2 separate regions of the Arabidopsis thaliana genome follow, and region 2 is linked to region 1. A link is a contact called in public capture Hi-C data. All regions are on one chromosome and are shown on one strand. The core of a region is the stretch at or near the end of the contact, and the rest is flanking DNA. Distances in the headings are between cores, read along the strand shown. Region 1 holds the start of AT1G35320. Region 2 holds the start of AT1G35560 (TCP family transcription factor).

What was found. Capture Hi-C pulls out chosen DNA fragments and counts their contacts.
Region 2: a contact with region 1 is called in a capture Hi-C map of seedling, with 2.2 times the contacts expected there. A contact is called at or near these places in 1 of 26 Hi-C or Micro-C datasets (root) and 1 of 3 other capture datasets (seedling).

What each region holds. Positions count from the first base shown.
Region 1 is chr1:12,959,496-12,966,409 of TAIR10.1, reverse strand. It overlaps AT1G35320, which reads left to right and starts at 3,557. Exons shown (of 8, transcript NM_103229.6): 1 at 3,557-3,647; 2 at 4,727-4,810; 3 at 5,091-5,270; 4 at 5,383-5,516; 5 at 5,611-5,729; 6 at 5,821-5,945; 7 at 6,642-6,914. The coding sequence starts at 3,557. The coding sequence ends at 5,495. AT1G35330 (RING/U-box superfamily protein) reads right to left here and starts at 1,424. Exons shown (of 2, transcript NM_103230.2): 1 at 446-1,424; 2 at 297-361. The coding sequence starts at 1,367. The coding sequence ends at 297.
Region 2 is chr1:13,113,712-13,120,625 of TAIR10.1, reverse strand. It overlaps AT1G35560 (TCP family transcription factor), which reads left to right and starts at 3,391. Exons shown (of 1, transcript NM_103253.2): 1 at 3,391-4,800. The coding sequence starts at 3,502. The coding sequence ends at 4,527. It also overlaps the pseudogene AT1G35570.

The sequences.
Region 1 (6,914 bases), core at 2,308-4,807:
ATTAACCTAATAGCAAGAAAGTTTATTGAATTTGTTTTTCCATTTTAAACAAATTCATTGTGTGATTTTCGAAATCAACAATGATTCCATGCATTAAAAGCCAAAGTTGCCAAACCTTTGATTCATAAAGAAACTGTACAATATAGTTGACTATATCGGATAGGCACTCTTGTGCTATAGTTTCTACACACATTATACAAACCTACATATATATTTTTTCATGGTTAAGACACACCAATCGTTCTTATAATCTAACCTTGTCAGTAAGAAAACTTAATATAGTCAACACATTTAGATTAGACCATCTCTGCCTTAAGGCGATCAAATGACCCTTCACCAAACTCTTTTTCCTTGCCTTTTCCTGATTGAAGAGAGGTTGTTTGAAAAGAGAAAGAGAAAGAAAGAGAAATGTTCCGTCGATTATATCGGCGTCCATAAGGAAAACCTCTTCTCTCGCTTCCAACGCTACCACTCCTATAGCCTTCTCTTGAACTCCTAGCTTGTGGTAACGTCTTCATGTGGCTCAGTTGCCTTCGTACTTCTTCCGGTAACTGCAATGTGAATCTGTCAAGGTTTTCTACACGTGGTACTAGAGAATGTCCAGTCGAATGGGATCTTGGGAACAAAAGCTCCGTTATTCTCCAGTTTGATAACCCTGTAGACCTCGATCGAGGCGGTGTATTTGCCCCGGTGTTATTGCTCCATGACAATCTATCTAGCAAACGTACATCTGGAGACTCCAATACACTTCTTCGCGCGGTTACATTTTCAAGATCCATATCTTGATTATCATGTGGGCGTATAAATGGATACAAAGAGTTTTGATCGCTGCCTGGTTTGGGAGGGAGACTTGCACGGCAAACTGGACATGTGGACCGAGAAGACAGCCAGACATCAATGCAACTAGCATGAAATGCATGGCTACAAGGAGGCATTAAACGCAGCGTTTCCTCGTCCTCAAACTCATTCAGGCAGATCGCACATTCCACACCGCCTTTGCCTATCTTTAGCCCTTTAACTTGTGAGTAAAGAAAGGAAGGAAACGAATTTATCACATCCTTTCCAAGTCCACGGCTTGTTCTCCTTGTAAACGCTACTTCTCCATGACCTCCCTCTTCGGTATCAGAGCTGGTTCCATGAGGAGATGTGTTTGTGTATTTATAACAAACACAACAAGCCAACATGCTGAATAAGAGCGTGAACATAAGCATCGCAATGATTACTGCGGGTACTTGATTTGGTCTTTGGGCAATATACGGTGGAGCAGTGGTTCTAGGCTGATGCTGGCCACTGACTTGGAGAACAAGCAACAATAGGAAGATAACATGATGATGTAGCAAGATCGGACTCTTCCCGATTGTCATCATGTGAAGAAGCTTTTCTTTTTGGCTATGTTATAATTGTGGATCATCTCTTGAACTCCATGTTCCAGGGTAGGGAAGAAGTCCATGTTTCATATTATAAAAAATTATTTATTTCGGTGAAGTGCTTAACACGTTTGATTGTGACAGGGAGTAATAATTGTATAATCAAGTATGAATATTTCATTTTGTTTAGTCTTAATGATTGGTTCGGCTTTGTTCATCTAAAGTTTTGACTTTGAAGAGGTCGTAGGTTTTAAGTACAAACTCACTTTGCCTCACCCTCTTGAACTACCGTGTTGGTTAAACAACTGGACTATTATTTCTTAGTCGTCTGATGGTTAATTAAGTTGAAAAAGAGAGGTCAAACAAGAGAAAATAATGAAAAAGGATTCCTTTTATTATGATTATTCAGAAACACACTAAGAATATTGCCTTTATAATTTTATGAACAAATATAATAATTTTTTTTATCTAGTGAAAGTTTCTTGTATATCCTCTTACACTAGTGTTTTATATAAGAAAAGTAAGGTAGATTACAACTAGAAAAAGTTAGAGATAATCTTAATACAAAAGAGAAGAAAATATTGACAAAGAGTTGTATTAGTGCGCGAGAGACCATCAAATGTTCCGTTTGAATTTGGAGAATAAACATGGTTTTGATAAGGCAATATTGTGATATTTATGTATTTTCAACTGATTGGTCGAGTATAAACATGGTTTTAAACAGCTGGTATGGTTTCATTTTTGGAGAATAAACATGGTTTTAAACAGCTGGTATGGTTTCACCGACTGAGTCAGGGTCCTTCTGATCCAAAAAGCACGTCTATGGGGTTCCTTAATAACCGTTTCTAAGAGGCAATACGAAGAACCGGAGGAGATTGAAGAAGAGAGATAGTGTGATAAATCTTGGCAAAAAATCTTTCAACTGTCAATTTTTATCTTCTATCTCCAAAAAATGTAAATTAATCATATGAAATAAAAAATAATAATATATTTCGTTACCGTCAAAGTTTGTAAAGTTTTGATAAGTAATATGTTAACTCGAAGCCTTCGCGACAAGAAGTTAAACTACTTTTCAATTTTATTGTAGATGAGTGTGAAAACATTTACCTTAATATATATGTAAGAGTTATATTACGATGATTTTTTTACTTTGTAAGATTGATCTGCATTTTCTAGAGATGTGGAGTATAGTTACAAAAATTGACAAAGTTCAAAAGATTTTTTTTGCACAAAACTCTTATGCTGTTGAACAATGATGTTTTGTTAATCTATGTGTTTGAATTATAATTAGTGAACCTTTTGTGATTAATTTATCTTTGATATTGGTTTTTTTATTTTGATTGACTAAGAGGTTCTGGGTTTAGATCTGCACATCCTCTCAGGATAGGAAACAAATCATTTTATATGGGGTCCTTCCAAGTGCCACTCGAATTGGCGATCTCTATATTTTAACTAATAGTCTTTACTAGTTGAGCTATTAGTACGTTGTTTTGATTTTGGTTTTTGTAAATGGCTTGCTCCGGAATTTTCATTTTTCATTAAGCTTAATGCTAGTTTTAGCATATACATCTACGCCTAGAGTTTCGGAATTCTGGAAGCCTCATACGAAAATTGTTAATGAAAAATATGATCAGTGACCTATAAATGCGTTTAAATATTGGCTAACTTGAGTGAGAGAGATACCAAATTCTTTGCACTAGAGTCCATAGACATATAATAATTAAATGAAGAGAGAAACACACCACATATGAATCAATCAATCAAAGTGATGATGAATTGTGTAGGCAGCTTTTAGATTGATTGCATTCTAGTGAGTATATTATGAACTTCCTTTGTGTCATTCTCTTTTATGTAAGCTTGCCACTTTAATTAAAACTAGCACAATTGTGCCCTTATAAGATTAGGTAGAGAGATTATAAAGAAGACTTATTTTAAGGGTTTTCTGGAAAAAAACTATTGTAAGTCTTAAGGTTTTGCAAATTTACCATGCATCTTCGAATATACAGATCAATAATATGAAGTCATAGGCATTAAAAAAGAAAAAACATATTCAATGTTAAATACTTAAGTTTGTAGAACACTTTTTAATTTTCTAATGTCGATATATATATAGTGATAGCAAGGATGTCTTCGGATTATAAGAAGACGAGACAAAACTCCTGTCAAAATCTCATCACTAAAACTCGTCAATGGTTCAAGGGACTAGTTTATGTCGCAATTACAACATTGACTCAATTGAGACGTCTGGTGTTTCGATGATTCTCTACCAATCCTTTATTCGTTTGAAACTATTTTCAGACTTACTTTGGTGGCATCGGAAATATACATGGATAAAAGGACCAAACAGTCTTCCTAAGGAACATAGTGGAATCTTTCCGAGAACATACATATGATCCAGAATCATCTCCTACAACTTTGAATCCACATTTTCTACTTAAAGTAATGCCAAAGGCATTTTGGAGTTTCTGTTATAAGCTGATAGCCAATAAAAAGTGTGTGAAAGAGGGACATAACATATTATATATGCTAGCTAGCCTATAAGTTTAAAGATAGCATGGTTACTCTCTACTCTTTCATCGAAACTGTAACGATTTCATGTATTTGCGTAAAAGATTGTTGTGAGATGCTTATGTATTATGTAATCATTTTGTGATATCAATATATTGATTTGCCGAATTACAAAAAAAAACGAAATCTGAGATAATAAGTATTTTAAAACGAGGCTTATTTTAACTATTGTAAAAACGAAGACATATTACATTTGGTCAAAGCATACATCGTAGCAGACATCAATATCAAACTCATTTCTTTTAGATTCTCGCGTATAGCGTGGGTGATTATAATATACAAGAGATCACACTTTGTGTAAAATATATCACTTTGATCTGATCCACTACTTCAGCAAAAATATTATAATCTCTTGAGTCTTGACTATAAAATAGTATGCATGGATGAAGGCATAATATGTACTATATAAACTTAAAATTTTGATATATAATATATCAAATCAAAGCCTTCAAGATTATGAGTTCATCTAGGTCTTCAGAATTTTAAAAAACTTTTATATGTGATCGTGAAACGTTTACAATATATGTTCAGTTACAGCAATAGCCTATATTACTTATTATTTTATACTTTATACGATTATTTTTTATTTTTTGAAAGGTAGAATTGTAAAAATGGCGATTTGAAAGTTTTTTTTGCACAAAACCCTTATTTAATAGATTAATACATTGTATTTTAAACACTTACTCTTAGTTTAGATAAAACAATTCTCCACATAATTTTCGTTTTTTTCTTTATTTCTTAAAGATAGCATTTATGCCATGACTTAAACTTCATTTCGGCGGGTGTTGTAGGTATTGGGTATGATTTCGACAACATCACTCGTGTGGAGGACAATATGAATTCCCTTATAAATTTCGGTAGGGCAAGTGATGAAGGTACGTAATACTGATAATGTTCTTTGTCCCAAGTTTCAACTTTTGTTTTTAATTTCTTGATTATGCGTACAACCGAACCCATCAGAGCAACATATATAGCCTTAGGCTTTAAATTTGATGCAGAGGTATACACTTTATAGGAAAGTACCCCATCCCAAATGAGCCGCGTATTGATCCTTGCACCAACTTTAGTTTCTGTGAGACCCAAACCTCACTTAGGCCCGACAAAGGCCCAATTCCACTAGAAACAAAAACCTAATACATACATGTGTATATATAGTCTTCCTCATCAACCAAGCAGCAGCCATTTACATCTTCTTCATCACCATCTCTTCTTTATCTCTCATCTCAATCTCAGCCATCATTATCATCATCGTTGTGACATCGGAGTTGACGTCACGTTGTGGTCGTGATTGTTATACGTGGTTGGTTTCGTCGTCGTTCATCACCGGATTGTTAGGTAAGGAAAACCTATCATGGTTATGAACTATACTACTGAAATTGTTTCACTTAGCAAGTGGATTCATGGATCATAACTTCAATTATTGGGTTTTTGTGTAAATATGTGAAAGAAGAAAACAGTTCAAGTGGTGGAATTGGTGATCCGTTTCCCGTCACGTCTGAAGGATTTTGGGCGAGTTCTCAACGGTTCTGCGTAGATCTCGTTCCCAAGTTTTCAGAATAGTTTTCGGATCTAAAATCGGAGGTAAGATCGATCGGGAAATCGCGTTTAAAATTGGTGATTAGTCACAGTTTTCAGAACCATATTTTTCAAAGTATCTGAAACTTTGCAGTTTCAGGTAGAGGTTTTAAAGATCTATTTCCCGACGGATCTGAAAGAATCAGATCGTGAGTTTGGTGTCGTTGGAAAGATCTTGAGGAGAGAAAAAAGTAGCAAATTTCGTTTTCACGATCCAAGGTAAGATCCATTCGCAAAATGACTTACAAGTTAGTGAAAAATCACAGTTTCCCTGAACCCAGAAAAATACTAAGTGTCAGGAACATTGCAGTTTCATCTTAAGGTTTTTAGGAGGCGTTTCTGGTCACCCCGGAGCATAATTAGACCAAGCGACGGTGGATACCGGTAGAGGAAGTGTTAGGGAAGACACGGAACTTTTTGTCGTCACTAGGAAAGGTATACCCTAGCTGCCATGTCGATTGCTTGTTGAGCAAGAATCAGCTGTTTTGTGAAAACTGCAGAAACCCTAATTTGTCTTTGTGCTGTTTTCTTGTGCTGCAAGTTTCTTGTCAAGGAGTTTCCAACCTTTTTTTTTTATCCCAAATTCAGTGAGGGTGTGATCTGCGGAGATTCGATTACATGTTTCTATTTTTATGCTTCATGATTCATTGCATTGGAATAAATCTGTTTGCTTAGTAATAATGAATTATTATTTAAGATTGATGATATGATGCGTGTTATAGTAATATAAGATGATTGAATTATTGTACTTGTGATAACAAGTAAATTATATGAGTTATATGAGAAAGTAGAATCACAATGAAAAGTGGAACAGTGGAAAATGGTCTACATTGAATTGACGGGTTCTTTGTAGCTCAATAAAAGACTGACGAGTCCAGTGGAACTAGATAGGTTCAAAGGTCAGGGAGATGATCGGACCTGGTTATGATGTGGAGATCTTGCTTAAGCAAGAATGAGTTGTGTGTTATAGGTTTGCATAGTGATGCAGACTATATGAGTGTTGTGTCTATTTTCTAGGTGATTGTTGATTGTGGTTTAAAGGTAGAATCGTGTATCGTATTTCCAGTGGGCGGAAAGGATCCTCTCACTGAGTAATTCTTTACTCACCCCTTTCTTTTCCCTTTTTCCCAGGTCACATTGAGAATTGTGTGTAGTCGCTCAAGTCCGTCTTGCTTATGGTGTATTTTGGAAACCTCAGATTTATTTTCTAATATTGTTATTTTCTTATACGATTTATTAAATAGTTTTCAGTGATTTAAAATTATTTGTAAGACAATTTTGTATTTGAATTAAGAAAGTGAAATAGACGAAAGATATAAATAAAAAAGATATAAATAAGGTGAAAGCACGCCGTCTCAATGTTGAGGGAGACGGGTGTGACAGTTTCACTCTTCTTAAATTTCC
Region 2 (6,914 bases), core at 2,142-4,641, 150 kb before region 1:
AAAGTGGCTGTTAACACATTTGAAAACGGAGTAAGATCGTCAACATTTTTTTTTTTTCTTTATAACTTGTGAATATATATTACCTCGAAACGAAAAAGTTATTTACAAAGTCAGAAGACAGACATGCCCAAACAAAATTTAAAAGCTAAATTTGAAATACATTTAACTGAAACAGAAAAATTAACTATGGAAGAACCATTGAGACAAGAGTCTCCCACAACATTTCATGCAAAGACGAGTTAGAAGATTGTCAATATTAGTCACATGCTATGAGAGAAGGAAAAACAAAGCATTGAAAAAGTATTCTAAAATTATCGGAGGAAGAAATATTGAAGTACGATGTTGTAGGTGATCGGGGGCAAATTGATCTTGGAATAAGTAAGCATAAAACAGTAGCAGAGGCTTGGGAAGGCTATAGACAAAGACGACACAGATCTACTCACCTTCAGGCCATAGAAACAGCTCTCTTACAACAAAGAAACGATAGAACAGAGGATGAGGACATTGTTCTTTGGAAAGGTAAAAATGACGTATATAAGCCACAGTTCTTGACTAAAGAGACCTTGAATCATATGCGGACCATATCCATGGACGTTGATTGGTATAAGGGTGTTTGGTTTGGTCATTCCACGCCAAAGTACTCTTTTTGTGTTTGGTTAGCAGTTCTTAACCGACTCTCAACAGGAGACAGAATGACTCATTGGAATGGAGGTCAGTCAGCCGCTTGTGTGCTATGTCACAACGCTCCCGAAACCCGGGATCATCTCTTCTTCTCCTGTGACTTTGCTTCGATAGTTTGGAGTAACTTAGCAAGAGGAATCTATGGAGACAGATTTTCTACACATTGGCAAGACCTGATACAAGCCATCTCCGGCTCTTGGATGACACCGCTTGACAGTTTCTTTGCGCGATATCTCTTTCAAGCCACGGTACACACCATTTGGCGCGAAAGGAACGGAAGGAATCATGGAGAGAAACCAAACTCAGCAGCTCTTTTAATCAAATGAATAGACAAACAAACTCGGAACCAGCTTTGTTCGATCAAAGCAAGTGGAGATAAGAGATATGACAAGGGCTTACAAGCTTGGTTTGCGATGAGAGAATGAGAAACAATTTTTAGATTGTATTCTAGTTTTTGCTCCAGTTTTTTCAACAAAATGTTGCACATAGATGTAAAAACGCTATTTTTTTTTTGGATTTAATTTAACATTACATTAAAAAAAAAAAAAAAAAAAGTACGATGTATATCACAAGATTATAGAAATACGAGATTCTATGTATCTAGGTGGTATCAAAGAGAAGTGAAAGGTTGAGGAAACTTTTTACAAGAAATGTAAAATGGGATGAGTGAAATTAAAGGGAATGAAAGAGAGTAGAATTGTTTTTTGGATGAGAACTCATGAGATCATACCTACACACAAGACCAACCCAAAGCTAAAACCTGTAAAGCATGGGCTTTTTAGGCAGTAGATGATTCTAAAACAATTTAAAAGCACCATTTTAGAGATATATATGGTCGAAGAGTGATTAACACTTTCACTCTCTCACCATTTTATTTTATTTTTAACGTCTTGCCTACACATTTAAAACATTAATTGGTTGATACTTTTATACTTTTTTAAGCAATTAAAATAATTTATTTAAAAATAAATGTATATAAAAAAATATTAATAGTTTATTTCTTAGATACTCAATGAGTCTCCATCCAATGAAGGTGCTCTAACAGAATCTTGAACAAGGCTACATACTATATGGTCTTGTAAATGAACATTTTCACTTTTTGGAGAGAACAGAGACAAGACAATGGACCGTGGGAGGATCCAGAGTTTCAGACCAAACATCACGTTTTTTTATCACTCGCTTCTTGTACTTCTTCAACTATCTCTGACTGTTTTACTGTTTTCTTTCACTGCTAATGCTTACACGTGCATCTGTCTCAACAATTATTTTTCAGGAAAATAAAAAATAAGAGAGATTATATATACAGTTCAAAATATAATTGCATATATATATATATATATATATATAAATTATATAAAATATACTGTTCAAATATAAAGTTTTTTTTATAGTGGTTTGGTTTCACTTTCATTGTTATCTATAATTTAGCTCACGGTGCGTACATGTAACTTACATTAAGAACAGCCAAAAAGCTCAAGCTCGTGTCCAAATTAAGATTCCGAATGGTATAGCTAGCAATATAATATATTATATGGTTTTGGATTGATAAAAACATAAAACCTAATAAAGGAATTTAATTGATATAAAAAATGAAACAATAATACAGTCTAAATATTCAATTATGAATTAAAATATTGCAATAAATCAGTTAATAGGCATTAATACTAATATGATTATACATACATGGTTAATCACTAAGAGCAACGTGAATATCAATAAACTAATTGATTTACTACGCTTGCATAATTATTTTCCTTAAAACTTTTTGATTTCGAATACTTTGTTAACACCCTGATACATGTGCATATAACATAGTAGGCTGAAATTGGACTATTCTTAGACAGTTTTCACATCTAGAATGAGATGTATAGGTTTCGTTGAGAAAAATTGTAGTTGAGATGATTAGTTATATATAACCTATGTCTGTGGGTGCTAATTTGGCAGATGGGAAAAGAATTGAAGCCTTTATATATAGTCTTCAATTATTAGTATCATCGTTAATAAAAACAGTGGTCCTTATCTCTCAACAAGTCTTTCATCAAATTCGGATAACAAAGACAAAATAGAGAATCAAAGAAAGAGACATTTGTGTTATTATCAGTAAATTATTAAAAAAATAAATAATATTAAAACACTATTATATTGGGTGTAAATTGGCTCTATGATTAGTGATTAGTTTTTTTCTTTTCCCCCATAGAACATTCAACGTTTCCCACCCATGCAAAATCCAACCTAAAAGCCAAACTTTATAAGGAAACCAACAAATAGATCCCTACAATCTAAAGATTGCAACAAAAATGCCCCAAAATTATAATCTTAGACAATCCACACCTTTTTCAATCATGTAAAACACTTCCAAACTTTTCATAGTCCATTGCTAAAAATAGTTTTAGTCTCACAAAGTTAGACCAAAATTCAATACATTCGGCGCATAATTATTTTTATACTACAATATAGTAAGTGTGATAATAACCAAACAAAAAAAGGTTAAGTGATCATTTGGTGTGGAAACAGCAAATATTGGTCTCTACTCTCTACTACAAAAACCTAGTGGGACTACAAATGAAAATAAAACACAAAAGAAAAAGAAAGTGAAAGTCTCTCTCTCTTTTCTACAAGCTGCTTCATCTTCTTCCTCTCACTCTCTCTTTCTCCAAACAAGTAAACAACAGTCAACACAAACTCATAGCCCCACCAGAAAAAAAAAATACTCCAAGAATTTATAGGTTATAAGTAAAAATTCAGTACAAGTTTGTTTGTTTGTTTATTCCATTTTCTTGTGTGTTTTTTTCCCCATAATTTATAAATTTTATAAGCAATATGGAGTCCCACAACAACAACCAGAGCAACAACAACACCACTGGTTCGGCCCATCTGGTCCCATCCATGGGACCAATCTCCGGTTCAGTCTCATTAACCACCACTGCTCCAAACTCCACTACCACCACCGTCACCGCCGCTAAAACACCCGCAAAACGACCGTCCAAGGACCGTCACATCAAAGTAGACGGACGTGGCCGGAGGATACGTATGCCGGCTATCTGCGCAGCACGTGTCTTCCAACTAACACGTGAGTTACAACACAAATCGGACGGCGAGACTATAGAGTGGCTGCTCCAACAAGCGGAGCCAGCTATCATCGCAGCCACCGGAACTGGAACCATACCGGCGAATATCTCTACTTTGAACATCTCTCTTCGAAGCAGTGGCTCTACTCTTTCAGCTCCACTGTCTAAATCTTTCCACATGGGAAGAGCGGCTCAAAACGCTGCCGTTTTTGGGTTCCAGCAACAGCTTTATCATCCTCATCATATCACGACAGATTCTTCTTCTTCTTCTCTTCCCAAAACATTCCGTGAAGAAGATCTTTTTAAAGATCCTAATTTTCTAGATCAAGAACCCGGTTCAAGATCACCTAAACCGGGATCCGAAGCTCCTGATCAAGATCCGGGTTCGACCCGGTCAAGAACACAAAATATGATACCGCCGATGTGGGCACTAGCGCCAACGCCAGCCTCCACAAACGGAGGTAGTGCTTTTTGGATGTTACCAGTCGGAGGAGGAGGAGGTCCGGCTAACGTTCAGGATCCATCACAGCACATGTGGGCGTTTAATCCGGGTCATTACCCGGGTCGAATCGGGTCGGTTCAGCTAGGGTCTATGTTAGTGGGAGGTCAACAGTTAGGGTTAGGTGTTGCAGAAAATAACAATTTGGGGCTATTTTCCGGCGGAGGAGGAGACGGTGGTCGGGTTGGTCTCGGAATGAGTCTTGAGCAAAAGCCTCAACATCAAGTGAGTGATCATGCTACTAGAGACCAAAATCCTACTATAGATGGTTCTCCTTGAAAGACTTCATGATTTCTTTGGTTTTTAAAAAGTGTGAATGTGTGATTTATTGCAACTTTTGTTGAGGACTCCAATGTTAATATGGGTTTTAGGGTTGGCTTTTCGGGATTGCCAAATTGTTATTTAAGAAAATGGATTTATTGTTTTGGTTGCATAATAATTAACGAGTTTTGCAACTCTTTTTATTCGATGCAAAAGCATGTCACTTAAAGGAAATATAGTTGAATCTCTATGTGTAACATAATGGACAAAAGAATAAATTAAATATTTATCAGAATGCCTTTTCTCTTTTGTTGAAGGGTATAATTGAATACACCTTCTTTGACCGCTCATATATTTCAAATATTTCGAATTGATTGCAGTTCGTAAAAAGCTAACGAATATAAATAAAAAATTATATGGTGTAGACTGTAGTGATAAACTTTATTGGGTGCATGAGCACCACATGTTTGGATACAAATGGGTTTTTAGATTTATATATTAATTCTCTTTTAAAATTCGTATTTTGTCTATCATACTTTTGTAGTATCTACCAAAAAATTGTCCACTTGTGGAGCAACATGGACACGTCAGAGAGAACTCCTATGCCACAGTAAATTCCAATGTGTTTGAAAAATAGGCTGGACGGGTAATCAGGCGAAATGCCGTTTTTAATGTGACTAGGGGTTAGCCCGGATATATATTTTGATAATTGATATTTTCAAGTTAGTTGATATAGTTTAAAAAAAATATTGGATTTGATTTCGGAAGTGTATATAATAGATGGTTTATTGGGATTTTTATATATTTACTATTTTTAATATATTTAAAATATATTAGAAATAATATGTTATCATGTCAAGAAGAAAGAATATGATTTATTTTACTTGTGATTTATATATCTATCATATATGGGATGTAGAAGCATGCTCCTAACTTAAGCTTTAGCAAGTTACATATTAACATAAGACTTGTTACATAATTCTGACCAATTACAATTGCTAGAATACGTGTATCAGTAATATTTTAGAAAACGTTAACATGCAAATATAAAAATATTACTTATCCTAACTTCTGTCTTTTATTAATTCGTGTATTGACTATTTCATATTTTTTATTTATCTTTCTCTCGTATTACCAATGTCAAAGCGGAGTATTTGGCAAGAAAAATTCGTGTCAAACCGCTACATATTACCTATATAAACAATTTTCCGCAATCTTGGTTCATCTGAACTCTAAATAATATCTGATGACAAAAAATAAAATCACTCTCAACATTCTCTTCGGGAAAAATGTCATGTAATCATTCAACTTTAAAAAAATGGCCATTTTATATAGGAATTTCATAGTAAGCTATTTTAAATATCAACTAAATGTTGACTGCCATATTAAACATGAAATTGCGTTGATCAGACCAATTTTGACATGACGTTAAAATGTGATTACGGAACCACTAAAAGCCGATATCAGTCGTTAACTATTCTGTAGTCATGTGTTTTGGTTATTTGTATTCTTTTTATTTTTTTTTGTCTTAGTTTTGTTGTGCGTTAACGATTGATAACAGTTGTTAGTGGTTATGTTAGTAGATTTTAAAATCATGTTTTTTTTGGCCGGGTCAACATTTAGTTGATGATTAAAATAGCCTTATACGAAATTCATGTTCAAAATAGCCTAAATTTGAAAGTTGGTAATTTGACTAACAGAATTGTTAACGACTGTTAGTGGTTCCGTTATCGGATTTTAATGTCATGTCTATATATATTGGTTAGGTCAATACAATCTCATGTTTAATACAGCAGTCAATGTTTAGTTGATGTTTAAAATAATATACTATAAAAATTCAATATAAAATGACCATTTTTTAAAGTTGGACGATTAAATGATATTTTTTCCATTTCTCTTCTCCTCTATTCTCACAGCGCAGTTCTCAAAGGTGATTTTTTTAATCATCCTTCCGTTGACCTTATACACCATCTCCGACCCTCCTCCTTCGTAGATATGCTCTGCTTCCATGCACATTTTGATGAGGGAGAAGACCCATCTATTAATAATTTCTTATGCATTGTAAACATCGATCTCAAGAAAACATTTTCTCTACGTGGTATCTATGGAACATGCAGCTGATATTAATTATTGGCTGTGATTAAACTCAAAGCTTTTATAAACTCGATGAGAGAGTAGTGATGAAACTCAAACATATTTTATCATGATGCAAGTGGCAAAGAAAGTTGACCTCACGAAGAGATCTCTTTGCATTGATCTGGACATCTGGTGACAAAAATGCATCACCAATGTTCTTTGACACTACCTTTTTACTGCTCTTCAAGTTCATAGCCGGATTTAAAACAACAAACGACCAGTTAGTATAGGCATCTTGCTTAAAGATTGTCCAGTTCTTCATCAACATA